2 separate regions of the Rattus norvegicus genome follow, and region 2 is linked to region 1. The links are chromatin contacts, called in public Hi-C maps. All regions are on one chromosome and are shown on one strand. The core of a region is the stretch at or near the end of the contact, and the rest is flanking DNA. Distances in the headings are between cores, read along the strand shown. Region 1 holds the start of Cdkl5 (cyclin-dependent kinase-like 5). Region 2 overlaps Cdkl5 (cyclin-dependent kinase-like 5).

Region 1 (4,996 bases), core at 1,868-4,367:
ATAAAACTTTAAAACCTAAAATTATGTGATTCTGAGTAAACGGTCCTTTCTAATCAGAAAACAACTAACTATTTCAAATCTTGCTGGCTTTGTACTGAAGGGTTATATAAAAGAGCTCCCTCCTGTTTCGGATCTATGCAAGTGGATTGCATTGTTCATTTTAAACAAGTCATGTCACTATTTGACATCAGTCTGTTATACTAGAGTATCAGACTCTCACACTAACTGCCAAAAATAAAACTTCATATTAGCACACCTTCAAAGAGCCAAACGTTGAAATCCTATTAAAATAAAGGAGATAGTCACCAATACTGTCAAAATGGAAGAAGAAAAAGAGAGAGAAGTGTTAACATAAGAAAATATTCCCCTGCTCAATTCTTTACACATTTCCCACACGCTTCTTTCTCAGCTATAGCTCAATGTTCTATTATAAAGTAAACTGGAATGTAAATCATCCCGAAAAGCTAACTTCCTGCAAGAGGAGCTGCTGTCATTTTCAACAATGCAACTATGGCTGGGAATCTCCCATAGCTTCCTAGCCACTGTGGAGAAACAGGTTGGGGGAAGATGCATACTTAGAGGAATTTCTCCACCTCTCTATTGAAGGTTTGTACTGTAAGAACACTACACCTTCAAAACAGAAAATGCCATAGAAAGTCCGGTTCTTCTCAAATGTAGACTCTGGAGCAGAATAAATTTAATTCGAAATCTCACCATCAGGCAACCTTCTATTACTCATTTATGAGGTGGCCCCGCAATTTCTCTCAATGGAAACCTTTCCAAAAAAAAAAAAAAAAACCCTCAGGGAGCATACATGTCTCATTTAAGTAACTTCAAGAATATACCATGGTAGATTTAGTTAGGACCCTGACATAAACAACAAAATCAAAGCCCTGACTGGGGGTGCTTAAGAAGTCAATAAGTCATTAATATAAGATTAAGCAAGCGTTGATAAAAGTAATGCGCTCTGGGGAAGAAATTTTATTTCTGAATATTTTTCTAATATACCAAGTTCTTTTTATTATAAAAAGGAACAGGCTTAGGAGCGCTGATAAATCCACACAATGAGGACAATACGCTGTTTCTATTTCTACCTAACAAATGAACCACTGCACCATGTTTAAAAGGCAAGCCAATTCAAAGGAATTTGATGCCCTTTCCAAAAGAGAAGCCCTCTTCCCAAGTACTCAGAAATGGCGGCGGATTATTAAACACTCTTGGAATGGTTAACTTTATTTAGCATGCCTCTTTTGGAGTTCTATTCTTTAATGCAGCCAAATGGTATTTTTCTCCCTAATTAGGTTCCCCTGTACTTGTACAAAGCCCAGCACAACACAGTGTTGGTGGCTTTAGTTTTACAGCTTCTCTCTTCTGGCTCCTTCTCCCCTCACCTACCCTCCTAACCCACCCCATCCCACCACCCAAAAAAGATTTCCTTTCCAAATGTTCTCCTCTCTGCATTTGTCAACAGAAACACCCACTGGTGGTGTCAAACTGGTAATACTGCTGCAGGCTTCCTTACTCCCATTCCAGCATCAACGCCAAAAATGCTCCAACCTAAAATAGTACTTTTAATAAGGAAAAGGCTTGCTAGGTACTTAAATTCCATATTCTCGGAAAGATGAAGGTCTTTTATGTTTTTATTATTAATGAATCCTAGTTGGGTTGTTAAATGTAAGATTATACTCCCCCTTTCAGCATCAGATATACAGGGATAAGAAAACACACCCTTTTTGCATTTTATGAAGATATTTTCATACACTTAAAGGAATTAAAAAACGAATTTGCATCTAAATGTTATGCAGTCTGTAATTCCAAAGTGTCTCAGTAAAAATGTCTTTTTTGTAACCCTACAGCAAGAAACAAACAAGCTGGAAGTGTTCCAGCAGATGTTACCTAAAACCCTAATCCTATATTCTATACATATTTATGCCTCCTTTTTTCAGTCAAATGCTCTCAGACAAATTAATTTGTGTAATCTTTTATACTGCCTACATAACCATTACGTTCAAACAAGCCTAAATCAGATGCGCGGAAAGAAATTATTCTGTATCAATACTTTCTAAAATCAGCTTAAATTTCAGCCAATTAAAAATAATTGTGTTAACAGAATACTGATCTGCAACTATTTAAATATCACGGCATCCTTCTAGTCTGTCTGTAGATACTAAGGTCAGGCTTTTCTTATCCAGGCATCTGTGCCATGCCTAACTCAAGTGAAGCGAAAAAACAAAACCCCCAAGAAAGATCTGCTTTTACACTGAAATATGCCCAGGTTATTTTTTACCCCAACGTGGGCACAAAAAAAAAAAAAAAAATCGTGTCAGTGCGAAAAGGACCTGTTCGTTCTGGCAGATGGTTCCAAACCCCAGGATTCAATTTCTATGAAGGTCCAAAGGGTAAGAAGGTCTGAGAAGAGGTCGATTTCTGCTTCTCTGCCAGCATGCCAGCCGTGAACTTCACAGTAACGCCTGAAACTTGTCCTGTGGAAGGTGGCAGAAACCTGCCGGGCTGCAGGCGGGGCGCTCGCCCACCCTCGGGGCAGCCAAGGTCAGAAGGACCGGGACTGCGAGTCAAAGCTGCCTGCGGGTCCCGGGCTCTCTGGGAACTTGGGCGGGGGCTTCGGGGCCCCTCCTTGGCGCTAGCAGAAAAGGGCTTCCCTCGCCACAAGCCCGGAGAGCCCTGGCCACGGGGGCGGCGGGGTGGGGACACCGCAGACCTGCAGCGAGGGGGAGCCCCGCGGGGTCCGACCGCGACCTACCGTAAGTCTAGCACAACCCCCTCTGTCTTTTGGTACCAAAAATTCCAGCCCCAGCCCTTCCGGGAAGACCCTAGAGACTCGTGGTGGATCGCCGAGGGAGACTCCAGCTTGGGACGCCCTCAACGCGTCTCCCCGTTGTGCAGGGACCGGCGCTGCTACCCCTTCTGTCACCCTCCTAAGTGGACCGACTGTGTTCCCTCTTTAAAGGCAAGCTAGTGGACACACGGCCAACACGAGACGGCCTGAGGGGCGGACGCAACTACTCACCCTACTGAGTCCCCCACCTCTACCGGGGAAGCCTCCACTCCGGCGGCCGCCGTCACCGCTTTACCTTCTCCCTAGCGGTAGCGACAAGTAATCGAAACCTCCGGCCCCGCCCTCTCGCCGGAGCAAACGCGCAGCCTAATTTGATGATTGCACCGCCCCCGTCTGCCCATTTGACCCAATCGGCAAGCTCCTCTCATTCCGCTAGGTCCCGCCTTATCCCCGCCTACCAAGAGGCGCCAATAAAGAAAAAGCGCTCGTGCTCGAGCTCGTGCTCGCGCGCCCCGCCCACGCCGCTCGTTCTCGAGTCCCCAAAAAATCCTAGAACCAGGATTTCTTGTACTAGCTCCCTACTAAGCGGACGCGCTTATGCGCGCTCGCGATGCTCCTCCTGGAGCACCAGGTTTGGTTGCCCTGCCAGGCCCTAGCAACCTGGACTGCTAGGCTGGGAGGGGCGGGGCTCAAACTGCGAGCTTACGTGGGGAGGGGGAAGTGAGGGAGGAGTAGGATAAGGGGAGGGAGAGATCGTGACTGAGAGAGGGGTGGATGCGGGGGTTGAAGGGGGTGAGGAGGCCCGGGAATCCACCTGTCACTGCGGTAGAAAAAAAAAAGGGGGAATCCTGCCTGCAGCGCAGCTATCCTAGCCTCCCTCTCTGGGGACCAGTGCGCGGAGTGGGTGGAGGGCGGGGAGCACATTTCGGGCGGGAGTCCGGGCGCTGCTTGAAAATAAAGGACGAAGGATGGCTTATCTCGGTCGTAGGTTTAAAAAAATGATAACGAAGTCCATTGCTGCTGCCTAACTGTTGCAGCTGTGCGTGCACGCGCGCGCAAACACATTCATATGCACGTTCATCTCGCAGCCTGCGATTCCCTGGGGTGACTTAAGAGCAAAGAACTGTCAGCCCGAGGATTCCTTACACAGCAGCTGGACGCGTGCAAACCGCGGCAGCCTCGGCTGCAGCAGCAAACCACAACTCTACTCCTGTCCGATGCTGCTCTGTCTTACGCGATTCCCCAGCTGGTAAAAGAAAAAAAAGGAATGAAGTCATCGCCGCACCAGTAGAAATATAAAGATCTTAAGACCCACCGTGAATCAGGTTTCTAGTGAGGATGACTAGTGGATAAGAGAGCAATAGTTCCACTGCACTTTTTTTTTTAACTAAGAAAAGAATAATTTTTTATGAAAGACCTTGCAGACAAATCTATGAAAAAGAGCATGATTTCCACCTTTTAAAAAAGCAGAGAGGAAGAAAAGGTTCTTCTGGGTTTTCGGAAGGAACAGAAAATAAGTAGTGTATAGAGGTCGAAGATGCCACCAACCCCAAAATGATTTTTTTTTTTTTTGCAATAGAAAATAGATACGGTGGATAAAATCCATTTACTCTACTCCTGCTTCAATCTGGTAGCTATACAATAGGTTCGTCTACTTGATACCAAGCCAATAAGATTATTCTTTTTTATAACATGGTGACTATTTCATAAGCAATTGAAGGCACCCACTTTCTCAGGAAGCGTATTTGAGAATTTTCCAGGTAGGAGCAGGGAATTAACAGTGAAGGAAAATGGAGTCAGGCTTTGCAGAGGCTCCTGCCTCCTCCAGTTGCAAAATCACAGTGCTGTGACCTCATGCTTCACCCACGTGGAGCCAGAATTCCTGGGATAATCGCTGCATTATCACCCTGTCAGTGCCTTTGTACTAGCAATTTCAGCAGCATTGCCTTGGAGTCAAAGGAAGGATGGTTTCTCTGAACAGACTGAGAAGAAGGTAAGAAAAAAACAGCGACAGAATGACCACAGATGTAAGTTCAATGTCGTTTTAAGTAGCCGAATGAGATATTTTCCACTGAGCCATACCATGGGCAAACACAGCCTTTTGCTTTGATCTGGTTTTCAGCACTGGTTTATTGAAGCCACATCCAGTGCAGTTAATTCCCTTTTTGAGAGAAGACTAGACATTCTAAGAGCTTTAAA
Region 2 (4,973 bases), core at 668-3,167, 37 kb before region 1:
GGATTCTTTTAGAATTACTTATTTTATTCTATGTGTATGAATGTTTTGCCTGTGTGTATATATACCCATATATATGCTGGTGCCCAAGGTCAGAAGAAGCCATTGGATCCCCAGTAGCCAGAGTTATGAATGGTTGTGAGCACCATGTAGGTACTGGAAACTGAACCTAGACCTGCAATGAGAACAGCAAATGTCTCATCAATGCTCTCTCCAGTCCCTTCTATTTGGAATTTAACAATCATAACAACATAATATATTTTCATAAAAATTAAAGTATCAACTATTTCTTCTATAACTGTGACACTATTAATACTATAGTTAGACTATCACATTTGAGAACATAAAAATAATTCAAAATTGAAAAGACATTCTACCATGACTAGGAACAATTATAAGTACCAGATTTAGATACTAATCTCTGAAAAACTTATTATATATTAAAATCCCTTCCTATAAAGACCAAAATATGTGTTCGGGGTAGAAGAAAAGAAGATTGGAAGCTAGTCATGCTAATAAATAAACAGAAGAATTATTTTCATGCTTTGTTTAAAAGAAATAGTCCTATGATATGTTTGAAATTACTCCATATAGAGAAGAGAAGAAGAAACCACTGGGAAAGATGGCGCTGTTCTACAGAAGCATGTTTAAACTGTATGGGCAGCTGCGATTTCTGAACGTCTACTTCTAGTTCCCTCCCTGGAAGACAATAGAAAAGGTATGTTCAGGACAGGAAAGAAAATAATTTCCTCACTGTATAAATTCAAAACTCAAGAAAGGCACACGCAACTAATGAAAATGATCCACTAAGACACTGCTGCGAAAACAAAACCCGCTTACTCCACAGAGAATCCTTTAATTTACTATAGCATCGACTTAATTTATATTGCTTGTAAAGGAAATTTCTAAACGTCAGCACAGTCTGAAGAGCATCCAGAACATTCTGAATTAATTAATTTAAGGTCATATTTTGTACTTAAATGGGTCTCACATCCCATTCATCTGCTGATTATAATTACAGCCATCACTATTTTTCTTCAAACTTGAAATCTGCAAATTGAATTCAAATACATCACTTTCTAAAATTAGGATAAGATTTTCCTCTAAACTTGTTATTAAAATATTGTAATCTAGGGGAATGAAATTACTTAATCAGCTAGTTTGGTCAAAGATAAACTTTTTTTTTAAAACTGAGCTCATCTGAGTAACATTTATGATTTCTAGAAGTCATGATGATTCACACATACCACTGACAGTCCTCGAACCCCTATCATGTGACAGAAGCTGGGAAAGACAAAAAAATGCAAGGGGAAAAATATTATTGTCCTTCTACAAACTATGGTTAGTTTTGGCTTACTTACTCTTATAACCACCAATTAGCCAATGAAACCCTTACTCATCAAAAGTGCCATATGACCCAAAAATAAAACTGTCACATAAGCTCCATTTTAGTGCACTAGTAGCTCATCAGCCTCTCGAGTTGTGCTGCCTACCTCCATTAAGTTTTTGCTAAAAGGCCACAATCATGATGACCAGGAGTTCTTCCCATGGAGGTAACCCTGCAGCAATAAACTCTTAAGTTTCTATCTAGTTCTTGAGGCTGCCTAACAGCCACTGAATTTTTCATTACCTTGACCTTTTTAGATAGGGTCTCCCTCTATAACCTCTGGCTGGCCTGTAACTTACTGTATAGCCCAAGCTTGTGTGGAACTCATAGCAATCCCCCTACTTCAGCCTTCCAACTATAGGTTTACAGTTATGGGATACCATAGCACGCTCCATTTCTTGACTTTGGCAGGCCACCATGGCCCATAGACTTCTTTTGCTCACTTTTGTCATGAATATGACGCTGCCAGAAGACAACCTAGAGCAACACTTGATCCTTCGGCTATAACTAAACAAATTACTAGCCAACTTGGAATTCTCCTCGGCAAACAGTCCCTGACATTGCCCACACCGACACACATACTCTACTTCTCTCCCCATGCAGTTTCTAGACTTCCTGAAATTCCATTCTCCATTGGTACCATGCAGTATCACAAGAGCAAGGCAATGTCTCCTGCAAATGTGGAAACCTCACTGGGCTACCTCCTGTGGGAGACTATTAAGAATAATGACTAAGAATTCACCAGGGATGCTCTGTGGCTTCAATACCAACTCCATTACTTGGGGGAAGTCTTGTAACTACTAGTAAGCCATTATCTATAACTCCTTTACCTTCTCAGTGCTCTCAAAATGAAATTTCAAGCATTTAAAATATTTTAAGTGATTTGTTTAAACAACCTTTAGAAATATTCGTGGCATTATTATTAACATTGTGGCATTATGAGTTTAACTGAGTCTCATGGCCATTGAGGACCCAAAAGATTTGGGATTATAATAAAAAATAATTCAGAAATGAAAATAGGATGTGGTTTTTTATTCAGAAAGAATTTGAGTTTTTAATAATGTTTGCTATAAAATCCAGATAAGCAAAAGGCTGTGCAGAGAATAAAGAAAAAGCGACATAGCTGAGTATGGTGGCAGGGGCCTATAATTCCAGTACTCAGGAGGCTGAATTCTGCAAAAGGATCACATGTTCAATGCCAGCCTGGGCCATATAGCAAGTTCCAGGCCAGTATTAGTTATATAGGCATAGCCAACACCTTAATTCAAAAACAAAACAAAATCAATACAAGTGATCTTGAGAAATGACAGTGTTCTGTGGTTGTTCAGCTCACCATGGGACTACTAAGCAGGACCCAGGGAGGTTTAGCCCAAGTTGGCACTGGCTTCCCTGGAAGTCTATACCATTCCCTGAAACTTAAATCTGTTAAAATATCTCAAGAGTCCTAGGAAATTGGCAGTCATAGCATGATGCCTTTTGGGGGTGGGATTAGCATAATATTGCTGACATTTTTCTTATCTTAACTTATTTAATTTCTGCTTTGCAAAGGAAAAGGATATGAAGTGGGTATATTTTTATTATAAGAAAGACATTTTCCTTCCTCTATAATAATACCTGGAAGGAAAATAAAAGATATAAACTTCGGAGAAATAAACTATCATTACTGACAAATTATACAGATAAAAAAATTTAAAAACTAGCTTACAAATTAGGGGAAAATGAACATTATCAACATAGGGGACATATAAGTTAGTATTAATTTCTATATGACAGTGATAACATTAAACCATAGAATTGTAAAAAGACAAAGTGATACACATTTGCAATCTAAGAATTTGGGCAGGGTAGGCAAGGTAATTAGAAGTTCAAAATCATTCTTAGTCACACAAAAAGTTTACAGCCAGCCTTAGCTAACTGTGAAAAAGACTAAAATTCATCATATACACATAAAACTGTCAAAGAAAAAAATCAATTTTTTTAAAAGATCAAGCATACCATTTTTGGTGGCACCTGCCTGTAATGTAACCTAAACTATAAGGACAATTATGAGCTTGAGGCTAGACTGGGCTGCATATAAATACCAGACCAGCCAAAAATACACAGTAAGGCTCTGTCTTAAATAAAATTTGGGGGCAGAAATGGCTCAGCCATCTTGCCATCAAGCCAAAAAACATGAAGGAAAGGTGGAAGGCAAGGACTCCTGCAAGTTGCCCTTTGACCACAGGTGTACCATCACACATATACACTAAACAAGGAGCTAGAGAGATGACTCGTGATTAAGAATATTGGCTGTTCTTCCAGAGGTTCAATTCCCAGACCCACAGGGTCCCTTACAACTTTCTGTAACTGAAGTCCAAGTGGCTCTGACTCTTTGTTCTGGCAGCTCTGGAGATGAAGCACACAGTGGTACACAGACTTACATGCAAGTAAAACGCCCATACATTTCAATCTAAATAAAATTTAAAATTAAGTAAGTTAAGGTCAATAAAATGAAAACAATACTTTTCAAAATTAAAGGGGCCTTAAAAATAAAAGGATTCTTCATAGTAAAGCTTACCATTTCTTTTCTTGGATTTCTTTTAATTTACATTTCAAATGTTATCCTCTTTCCCAGTTTCCCCTCTGGAAACTCCCATCCCAGCCCCCTCCCTCTGCCTCCATGAGGGTGCTCCCCCACCAATCTACCCACTCCCTCCCGCATCCCCACCCTGGCATTCCCCTACACTGGGGAAAAGAGCCTTCACAGGACCAAGGGCCTCTCCTCCCATTGATGTCAGACAATGCCATCCTCTGCTACAATGCAGCTGGAGCCATGGTTCCCTCCATGTGTACTCTTTGGTCGGTGATTTAGTCCCTGGGAGCTCTGGGGGCTCTGACTGGTTGATATTGTTGTTCTTCCTATGGGGTTGAGGCTCTGCCAGAGCCTGACAAATACAGAGGCAGATGCTTGCAGGCAACCATTGGATAGAGAACAGGATCCCCAATCGAGGAGTTTGAGAAAGACTGAAGAAGCTTACCATTTTTAAGATGTCATAAGTAGACCTACAGACCCAATTCAATCCCAATCAATAGTAACAATTTGTTATAAAGATTTACAGGTTAACCTGAAAATGTGTACAGGAAGCAGACTGTCCTGGCAAACAAGACACCCTTGTAGAAGAACAAAAAGACTTTTATTTCTAGATTATCAAGATGTATTATGAAGCTCAGTCTTGGAGATAAGCAGATGAGAGAACAGAAAGGAAAGGCCAGAAATAGATCACATATGAAATGGATGCTGGCACTGCAGAGCAGATCTTTCCAATAAAAGACACTAGCATTTGGATGTCCATAAGGGAAAGCGAAATTAAATGACCTCCAATTTGTACAAAGCATTAATATTAATTTTCTGAATGTAGATGAAAAAGCGGTTCTTAAAGATAATACAGAAGAATAGCTCATTGTAATACCATGAGCAACAAGCACAAAAGACAGATAAGCTGAATGACATTAATTATGAACATTCGTTTATAAAGAGTGAATAGGTAAGCCACCAAAAAAGCAGGCATTATGGATGATGATATTTTAAAAGGACCTCCATATGGTGATG

What was found. A called contact is a pair of places that touch in the nucleus more often than the background predicts.
Region 2: a contact with region 1 is called in a Hi-C map of the A7r5 cell line, with 2.3 times the contacts expected there. The contact joins the enhancer-like site here to the promoter of Cdkl5 in region 1. A contact is called at or near these places in 4 of 12 Hi-C or Micro-C datasets (the A7r5 cell line, kidney and liver).

Annotation. Positions count from the first base shown.
Region 1 is chrX:37,564,499-37,569,494 of GRCr8, reverse strand. It overlaps Cdkl5 (cyclin-dependent kinase-like 5), which reads right to left and starts at 3,117. Exons shown (of 18, transcript NM_001421533.1): 1 at 3,029-3,117.
Region 2 is chrX:37,599,900-37,604,872 of GRCr8, reverse strand. All of the region lies in intron 1 of Cdkl5 (cyclin-dependent kinase-like 5), which reads right to left. Among named protein-coding and RNA genes, the nearest start is that of Cdkl5, 36 kb to the right of the region's middle. Within about 2 kb of position 1,917, at least 2 of the 93 cell types and tissues checked have an H3K27ac peak or open chromatin away from gene starts, as enhancers often do. A contact at or near this core is called in the A7r5 cell line, where this site is marked.